Linked DNA regions of Mus musculus: all the other regions are linked to region 1. A link is a contact called in public HiChIP or PLAC-seq data. All regions are on one chromosome and are shown on one strand. The core of a region is the stretch at or near the end of the contact, and the rest is flanking DNA. Distances in the headings are between cores, read along the strand shown.

Evidence for each region. HiChIP or PLAC-seq counts read pairs in DNA pulled down with a chosen protein or histone mark.
Region 2: an H3K27ac HiChIP or PLAC-seq map of thymic regulatory T cells shows a contact between it and region 1, with 12 times the contacts expected there. The contact joins two enhancer-like sites. A contact is called at or near these places in 8 of 115 datasets of contacts at active chromatin or transcription factors (cardiomyocytes, embryonic basal ganglia, embryonic forebrain and 5 more) and 1 of 9 other capture datasets (embryonic stem cells).
Region 3: a contact with region 1 is called in an H3K4me3 HiChIP or PLAC-seq map of embryonic basal ganglia, with 7 times the contacts expected there. The contact joins two enhancer-like sites. A contact is called at or near these places in 11 of 115 datasets of contacts at active chromatin or transcription factors (SST interneurons, craniofacial prominence, embryonic basal ganglia and 8 more).

Annotation. Positions count from the first base shown.
Region 1 is chr12:107,968,734-107,971,780 of GRCm38.p6, forward strand. The region is part of intron 2 of Bcl11b (B cell leukemia/lymphoma 11B); the gene reads right to left. Among named protein-coding and RNA genes, the nearest start is that of Bcl11b, 33 kb to the right of the region's middle. Within about 2 kb of position 1,293, at least 39 of the 459 cell types and tissues checked have an H3K27ac peak or open chromatin away from gene starts, as enhancers often do. A contact at or near this core is called in SST interneurons, embryonic basal ganglia, memory CD8 T cells and 1 more, where this site is marked.
Region 2 is chr12:107,403,413-107,406,348 of GRCm38.p6, forward strand. No RefSeq gene overlaps it. Among named protein-coding and RNA genes, the nearest start is that of Gm33236, 250 kb to the right of the region's middle. Within about 2 kb of position 1,604, at least 5 of the 459 cell types and tissues checked have an H3K27ac peak or open chromatin away from gene starts, as enhancers often do. A contact at or near this core is called in thymic regulatory T cells, where this site is marked.
Region 3 is chr12:107,084,846-107,087,737 of GRCm38.p6, forward strand. All of the region lies in intron 1 of Gm16086 (a long non-coding RNA gene), which reads right to left. Among named protein-coding and RNA genes, the nearest start is that of Gm16086, 14 kb to the right of the region's middle. Within about 2 kb of position 1,591, at least 39 of the 459 cell types and tissues checked have an H3K27ac peak or open chromatin away from gene starts, as enhancers often do. A contact at or near this core is called in SST interneurons, embryonic basal ganglia, memory CD8 T cells and 1 more, where this site is marked.

The DNA.
Region 1 (3,047 bases), core at 43-2,542:
TGAGTGTGTGTGTGTGTGTGTGTGTGTGTGTGTGTTTGGTTTGTTTTTTTGGTTTTTTTTTTTTTTTTTTTTTGGTTATTCGAGACAGGGTTTCTCTGTATAGCCCTGGCTGTCCTGGAACTCACTTTGTAGACCAGGCTGGCCTCAAACTCAGAAATCTGCCTGCCTCTGCCTCCCAAGTGCTGGGATTAAAGGCGTGCGCCACCACACCTGGCTAGTCACTGTGTTTTTAAAGGGACTGTCAGGGCACTCTGCAGCCAGAGCCAGCCACCTAGTAAACGTGGCCACTACCATCCTTACATTTATTTCCAGACCTGGAACTTTCTGCCCTACCCCTCCCCAGTCCTCCTCACAGCTGGAAGCCTGCTCCAGCAAGGAAGACACCCTATAAGCCTCGCAGGATGCTTTTTTAAAAAGCTCTCTGTGGGGAAGTCAGCGCTGGAGCACTTTTCTAGTGTGCATGGGGACTTGGGTCCTGTTCCCAGAAGTTCCAGAAGTCCAGGGCCTGTGAGATGGCTCAGCAGCTGAGGGTTTTCCCCCAGGACCCGAGTAAAGGTGGGAAGGAAGAACTAACCCACACAACTGTCCTGACCTTCATTGTGTGCCACGGTTCACTGCACACACAGACGCAGCAAGAACACGCACACTACAATTTCACATCTTCTTTTAAAAGACACCTTTCTTTTGCAGTCTAAGCCAGTCCAAACAGACCCATACGTATCAAGGTATGTGGGGGAGGGATGTAGGCTCTAACTCAGCTTCTTGTAGGATCCGGACAGCTTAATGAAACCCTGGCTGCCTCAGTTTTATCATAAAAGTACATTTTAATTAGGGAAAAAGAAATAAAAAATTGATACTTGTATTATGCCATGCAAGCATAAAACATTCCTATGGGGTGGGGATATATTGCCCCTCTCAAAAAACGTGAAAACGGTGCTCCAAAGTCAAGGTCAGACTGACTTCTTGGTATTTAAGCCACCTACGAAGGAATATTCAAAAGGTCTCCCAAACCGGCCTCTGGTATGATGGCTAAAGTCCAAACAGAGGACAAGATCACTGTTGGTGCCCTCCTGGGGGTGAGGCACTTGAAGGGAGCTTGAAGCCCACCTCCCTTGCAAGCAGTCCCTGCAGATGCTGGGCTCCATGCCCTGCACATGCGCACTAAGCAGCAACACGCCCACCACCAGGAGCCTGTAGACACAAAAAATGCCTGGAACCGCCCAGCCCCGATTGAGGGAACCAAGCCTTCCCGGTGCAGCCTTCCCAGGGCCGCCACTCTGCAACTGGGAGGTGACAGATCCCATGTTCCTACCCCAAGAGGTGGCCTGGCACATACCGTACAGAAGTCTATTTTTCTCCCTACTGGTGCCTTTCAACGGATACATTTTTTTTTAAGGCGAGAACTCCTACTGATAGTGCAGAAATGAGTCAGAGATCAAAGAAGGAGACAGACATCCACGCCAGCGCGTGTGAGCGAGGGACTCTGGCGAGGGAACCTGACAGTCCCCGCGCCCCTTCCCCCCCTCGTGCCAAGACATTAATTCTCACAAGTCGGAGAAAATTACTATGCATGAATGCAAAAAGCATGATCAGGAGTAATTAACATGGCTTCATATGCAAATTTTATTAATGCAGAAGTACAAAGTCATTATGCAAATGAAACTTACGTCAACTCTCTTGACAAATATTCATCTCTCTGAGCTCAAGTTTCTCTTTTTTATTTATTTATTTAATTCTATTTCTTCCCTACCCCCTTTCTCCTTGTTTTTTTGGGTTGTTTTGTTTTGTTTTTTGGTGGGACTAGGGTGGACTGAGGAGGGAGGTTTGTGGTTCTGGTGTCCCGAGAGGGCCCAGCAAGCTACAAGGGCTGTTTGACAAGTTTGCTAAGTTGTTTTCAACCAGAGAAATTTATTCTTGCATTGTTGATTTTTTTTTTAAAGTTGTTGGCAGGTATAAGACAGCTCATAGGAGAAGGGAAATTTAAAAAAAAAAAAAAAAAAAAAAAAAGGTCTATGGGCAGCAGGCAGCCAATCAAAACGCCAGAGCCAGTAATGAGAGCGATTGATGGCTGTTTGGCTTTTACTGCGGGGTAATGAACTAGAATCCAGTCTGAGGAGGGGGGGAGAATATGAATATTCATGAGACTGTGCTCCTGCGTTTGATGATTAAAGAAATTTTTAATATTCAAATAAGCGCTTGCCAAGTGATTAACAAAGAACAAGCACGCAGAAATATGGAAATGGGAGCCGGGGAAGATTCGAGAGGCGAGCATACTGTGCGGGAAGGCAGCCCCGGATTTCGTAAACAAGATAGGCAGATAACCCAATTCGCACGCAGGCAAATAAAAACATTTGTTTCTGATCACTTAAATATTTTGCCAGCTACTTTGTCTTAAGGATGATAAAAAAATGCTGTGTATTAAGAGGGTAGAGGAAAAATAACATGGAACCAGACGCATTGCTCATATTTAAGAGTCATTATCCTGACTCTAACCCGCCTCCTCCCAGCCCGACAGGAAATTAAGATTCTTTTTCCGGTTTGGTAGAGAGAGAAGATGGAGGTGAGGGCAGATTAGACTTGAAAAGCATGATGCCCCGTGGTGGTACCATGTAGATAGGCACAAATCATAATACGAAGCTTCTGGTCTGTTCCAGAGGCCCAAGAATTGGGGGACCGTGCCACATAGGGATGAGGGGCACTGGTGCCCACGGCCTGGGCATCTCAGGGTCTGCTCTCACTGGCCCTGGTGTGAACACACGAAGTAGGAACAGAGAAAGCCAGCAGCCACTCAGAGGAAGCTGAGCAACCAACTCCTAGATGTCTGCTGCTGAGGCTGAGCTCGTACAGTAAGGGCTCCACCACAGGTCACGAGGAAGCACATCATAACGGTATTAGCTGGTAAAATGATCCTGCAGTTAAAATTCACCTAATTAGCAGCCAATGACATCCATGTTGGCAATTTCCTATTTCAAAGGGGTGGGGTGCCACCTTAATGGAAACAGGCCCTGTGTAACTCCCCAGACAAGGTCTGGGCCTGCCATCACTAA
Region 2 (2,936 bases), core at 354-2,853, 570 kb before region 1:
TTTGCTCATGAGAAGGTGATTCTCAGTTCTCAGGCTTAAACACACACCAGCCATGGTCCTGGACTCATAGAAGCTTACAGTCCACTTGAGGATCTGGGCAGCACTACATGAATGGCCCATATGAGACACCGTACCAGAGCACATATCAGGGGGCTATGGGCAAACCTGGGCGCTCTTTCGCCAAAGTGTTGAAGTTGAGCAGACTTATTATGTAAACTCAGTTGTAAAGAGATTATATGATCCCCTTACCCAGAGCTGAGAACAGGATAGCAGAAGAGAGGAGATGAGTTCTGTGGGCTGAGTTTAGAACTGCATGGAGGAAGGTGAAAAGGCTGAGATTTCACTCCTGGGGAATTTTTAAATGACAGCCATGGGGAAGCGGGAATTTTAGGTCTTTGATGTGTATTAATTAGATATCTTTCAACCTTTGAAATTTCCTTAACAGACTACATGACTACATAAAACCCAAAGGACTTTCAGCTTCATTTTGACTGCTAGAATGTCCTGTGCAGATGTAAGTCTACATCCAGAGAGTAGCACCCAAGCCTTGGGAGTTATCTGGGCTCTACACTTAATATCTCCTTGACTTGGCCTGACCGCCTGTGTCCCCTGAAATTCACATCAGTTGTAACCCAACCATGGGTGGCTTGTTGTTAGGAGGTGGGAGCCTGGGAGGTGATTAAGTTAGGGGCAGAACCCTCTGGGATGGAGAAAGTTGTCACTTCTCCTTCCTGTGCAGTCGATCTATGACGTCAGAGGCAGGTGCTCAAACATAGGCCAGGACCTTGGACTCGAAGCAGAAACTCAATGGTTGTTGAACTTATTCTAATGGTGAAGCAGGACTTGAAGCCATTAAGTAATATTTCCAAAGTCATAGAAGTGGCGACTGTCAATTTCAAAATTTGACCTCAGTTGGCTGCCTCCAAATCTCTTGGCCACACACTTGCAGACACTCAGTGAGAGAGACTAAATTGGCATCATCCTTAGGAAAATGCAGAGGTGTTTAAGTCCAGTCTTTTGTGAGGTATTGGACACATCTTTGGTAACTGAGAGCTGACAACCCATCATGTAAGAAAACAGAGAATGAGGCTCCAGGAGGCTTAGAATCTAAACCAAATTGCCTGCCTCTTAGCTCCAACTTCAGAGGCATCCAGGCTACCCTGGAGATGGGCTGAGGGAAAGGAAGAAAAATCAAGTTTGACTCACCTATCTCCCATAAAACCATTTTCTACAGACTTTTAACAGATCAGCTGGCTTCTTTGTCCAAAGTTATTTCATTTCAAGAATGAAGGTTGCTCTCTGCAGTTAGCTCACGACTCTGAGTGGCTGGTGAGGCAGGGCTTGTGATCCTCCATCTTTGACTTGGAAGTGCACGGATAGAGCCGTGGGACCAACAGCCAGAGGAGGTTCAGTACCCAGAGTTTCCCCTTCCCTACACCATCTGTTGTTGACTTCAGAAACCTGCACTTAGAATCACATGAGGAGACATGTCACATCTGTAAAATAAGCTTTCCTCGCTTACGATGAAAAGCCGTAAGCAGGTAGAGCCCAGAACGCTGGCTGCATCCAGTTGTCTATTCCACGTGATGCTGGGCACATGTCATCCTCCTCCCCAGCCTCAGCTGACACAGGAAATGACTAATTCCTGCCCTTACCGTCTCATAGGCTGCTTAAGAAGATGAAATTAAATAATGAACACTCTCAGAGCTCTCTATATTGTGAACACTGTGCGCATGCAAGCGGTTATTATTAATTATGGTTTGGTTTGGAGCGCCAAGCAGTTTCTCGAAGCTTAACTAATAATCACCTGAAGAACCAAGAGGGAAATATTTATAGAGGAGATGTTTGCTTTTCCTCGCACGAATTATCAATTGCTCTCATCTGGTGTTTCAATTAATAAGGTGTGTGTTTTTAATTGAAATAAGGTTAAGTCTCGGAAAGAATAATTTCAGAAGAACATGAATTATGGAATAAAAGAAAGGCAACCGCAGTGGGGAGGAAACTGCTATCTGGAAGCAGGAAGATCCTGGGTGAATTCCTGAAGAAAGGACACTGATTGCTTCTATTGTTAAGGCTGCTGGTTTTTTCCGTTGGAGATAATCTTCACCCATTTTCATCTTCCTTGTCAGATTTTGTGGCTTTTCACATCGCAACACGTCATCACCATGTCAGGGTCCTGAAGGATGCCACTGATGCCAAGAAGAGCAAAGCAGACAGGGAAACTAGGGAGAGTCTGAGGAGGGCCTTGATCCCTGAAAGATGGATGACTGAGATGAACCCCAAGGCAAGTCTTCAGGAGCCACACTGCCAACTCACTGTTTAGGTCTGAAGGAACTAATTGCTCAAAGTCTTCATTTCTTCTTGCCTGTTCCACATCTTCAGGCCCAAGAAAATCTCACATCACTAGAGAAAACCAAGGGGACCTCCACAATGATTCCTGGTCCCCATACTGATTGTCCAGTCCTTTTCCTGCTTCCTAGCCTAGCAAGAAACTAATGGAAAACAAGCAAGCAAGCAAACAAACAAACATCCTTTCCTTTCCACAAAACTTAGGGTAGCAGGATACACATTCTTTCTTTTACTTGAGACAAATAAAAAAAAAAAGAAGTCATATTATGTGATGCAATGATTTTAAATTTAGAGACATTGATCTAAAAGTAACTGTCAATACACACACACACAAACATACACACACAAATGCACATGCACACGCACACACACACACACACACACACACACGAACATACACACACAAACACACATGCACACACACACACAAAAGCACATGCACACACACACCCCAAGAGGTCCCTGAGTATAGGGCTACACTTAAGGGGATACAAAGACCAGTGGCTTTCCTGATTTGAGCCCATGAAGCTAGGAGGCCAGAGAAGCACATTTGCTGAAGTTCATAGACGAAAGAGGAAAGCTACACA
Region 3 (2,892 bases), core at 341-2,840, 880 kb before region 1:
AGGGGAGAAGAGGCAGGAATGAGAGCAAGAAAAGACCGGCTCCCTGGCAGACAGGGCTGGGGGGCTCCTGACACCCTCAAATGAGTCTGTCCGAGGTGAGCTGGGGATGGGATGTCTGGGTGGAAATGGGATAGTTCACAGATGTGGACCCTGCCATGAGTCAGCCCTTTGTCTCCTGAACTTTTCACACTGGTAAAAGGGAGCTGGAGGTGAAGAGGGGGTTTGTGTGTATCTGCTTAAGAAGGGGTGGAGGTGGGGGGCTCTCTCTGCCATGAAAGGTGGGTTTGGGTAGGGGTCAGGCGAGGCAGAGGAAGAAAGAGCAGGCCGAGATGCGGAGGGCGAAAAGGAAAAAGGCATCAACACATACTGCTTTCCTTCTCGGCTACAGTGGGTTCTACCCCAAGGAAACAGTGAACTTCACAGTGTAAGAGGCAGCTGAAATTTAGAATTATTGTTTCCTTCTAACAGAAGACTCATTTTCCACGGCCACATTTGCAGCATAATAAGCTTTTTGTTATTTTTTCAATTAGAGTCAATTGACCTAACAAAATGCTCGGCAATTAAGTGATTTTTGTAATGGTCCGGGGGTAATTTAGCCGAGCTTGTCAGCTGTGTTTCATGAAGCCGAGCTGTCTCTTTTTTTCCCCCTTCCACTGCCTCTCTCTCCTCTCTCTCTCTCTCTCTCCCTCTCCTCTCTCTCCCTCTCTCTCTTTCTCTCTTGAGCATAATGGCTCATAATTTCGAAAGCTCTCCCTTCTGTTTCCCTCACAATAATTCGCAATTACAGGAAGTTGTTGGAGGTGATTTTTTTTTCTACCTTGCCTTTTGAGTCAGTAATTTTAAATAAAATGTACATACTTATAAAAAGCCAGCTATTACTGAAATCACTTTTTGTGTAAACTCAATTATTTTATGAATAGTGACACCGGCTTACACTGGGTCCCACTCTGAAGCCCGAGGCTTTATTATCTTCTGAGGAAAAGGGGGTGGAGAGACTCACAGCACTCTCTCTAAATCAAACCAGCTCCCAAGGGGGTAAACATAACTTCAGAAGAGCAGAGGGGATCCGGGTCACCTGGCTGTGGAGAACGGCTGGAGTGTCCACTCCCTGGGCCCTGGCCAAGTCTAGTATCCCATCCCCCGGACCAGGGCCATGGCTGGACCCAAGCCTCTCACCCACTGATTTATGGGGGAAGTCTTCATTTGCCTAATTGATTCATTTCCCTAAGCCGACATCTGGAGTTAGAATTTCTTTTAAAGGCTGTAGTGGGATGCGATGACAGGCTCCGATGCTCTTCCACCGAGGGACTTCCTGTCTACACCTATCTTAAACGGGTCCTATCCGCACCCATGCAAGCAGAGGGGCAACGGTGGGGACACCATGCGGCTGGGGTTCTCTCATATAGATTCACCCAGGACGCCTCTCAAGTCATTACCAAGATGCATCTTTAGCCTTCCCAATGCTCACATCTGCCCGGCTGTCTTTGTTTTGAAAGGGTTTCGGCTTCCCACCCCTTAGCTGACACCCTTTTGACAAGCAAGCCAGAAGCAGCCCACTTCATGCCTTGGCAGGGAACTCTGCCAGGAGGGGGCAGTAGAAGAGCAAGACAGCCAAACCCCATTGTGGACAGCCCACCAGCTCAGGGAGGCCTGGCCTCTCCCTATGCACCTGCAACCCAGTGCTAAACATCCCTTAGTATGTATCACCATACCGCCCTGGGACCCATCCCCCATACCTGTTTGGATACTATCTCGTCAAATGCCCCTCAATTTTTCTAGGGTTAGACATCCCTAATAACACCTTGAAGGCTATGGCCACTGCCAGCCGGATGCTCGGAGCCCTGGGCATGTTTCCTTCTGACTTGGAGTCGGGGGATGGAAGACTCCTTGGAAGAATCTGGAACAACTGCACTAGACCTTAAAAGACAGGTACACAGCATTAAATAAATCGTAATTTCCCTAACCATAACATAGGAAGTTTAGATAGATGTCTTCTATGAGGACTTCCAATCGGAAGTTGCCTACCAAGACGCAGTGTATATAACATCACATTTCTGTTCTTTTTGTAAAGTTAGGAGGGATCTCTGTTCAACTCCAAATGCCCCTCTCCCTTCTCCTTCTCCTCCTCCTCCTCCTCCTCCTCCTCCTCCTCCTCCCTCTCTCTCTACTTCCATCCTTCCTTCTCTCTCTCTCTGTCCCTCTCCCTCCAATGAATAATTTGCCCTAAGCTAAGGCATAAAGATATTCTGGAGACAGTTATTTCATAGCTCTTAACAAGGGGGTGTGCTTTCCAGGGGGGGGGGTGATTCAGACCTGTAACTTTGAGCTAATGGAGATACTTGAATCATTTCTCCATAGTCATGGGCAGCCTTAGGCTTGGCTTTAGTTCAGCTTCTAAGCCACTGTGTTTTGGCCTGGCTGGGGCTTGGCCCAGCCTCTCAAGGCTTTGTTTAATCCACTGAACCTCTCATCTCTCTGACTATAAAAGCCTCAGCTACAGTCCTGAATAGCATCTTGCAGAAGAAAGAACCCAAAGCAGAAAGTATTAGACTTTCATCCAGCACCATAGGAGGGATGTAGTTATTAAATTTCAGCTGCTTATCAAACTGATATGAAAGTCATTTTGCATGATTGCACTGCATCCTGGAATCTTACGCTTTTATTTGCTGTGTATCTCTGTGCTTTCTTATTAGAAAAATACTCAAAGGATGAAAAAAAAAAAGCTGATAATATTATTCAGTTTTGACAATTAGGTAGGGAAAAAAATTCAAAGCAATGCTTTTCCACTGCAGCTGGCAATAAACTCGGGGTTCCCCTGATAGCAGTCTACACAGGGCTACCCAAGGTGACACTGGCTTTGTCTTCTAATGGCCACCTACTGGTTTTACTGGA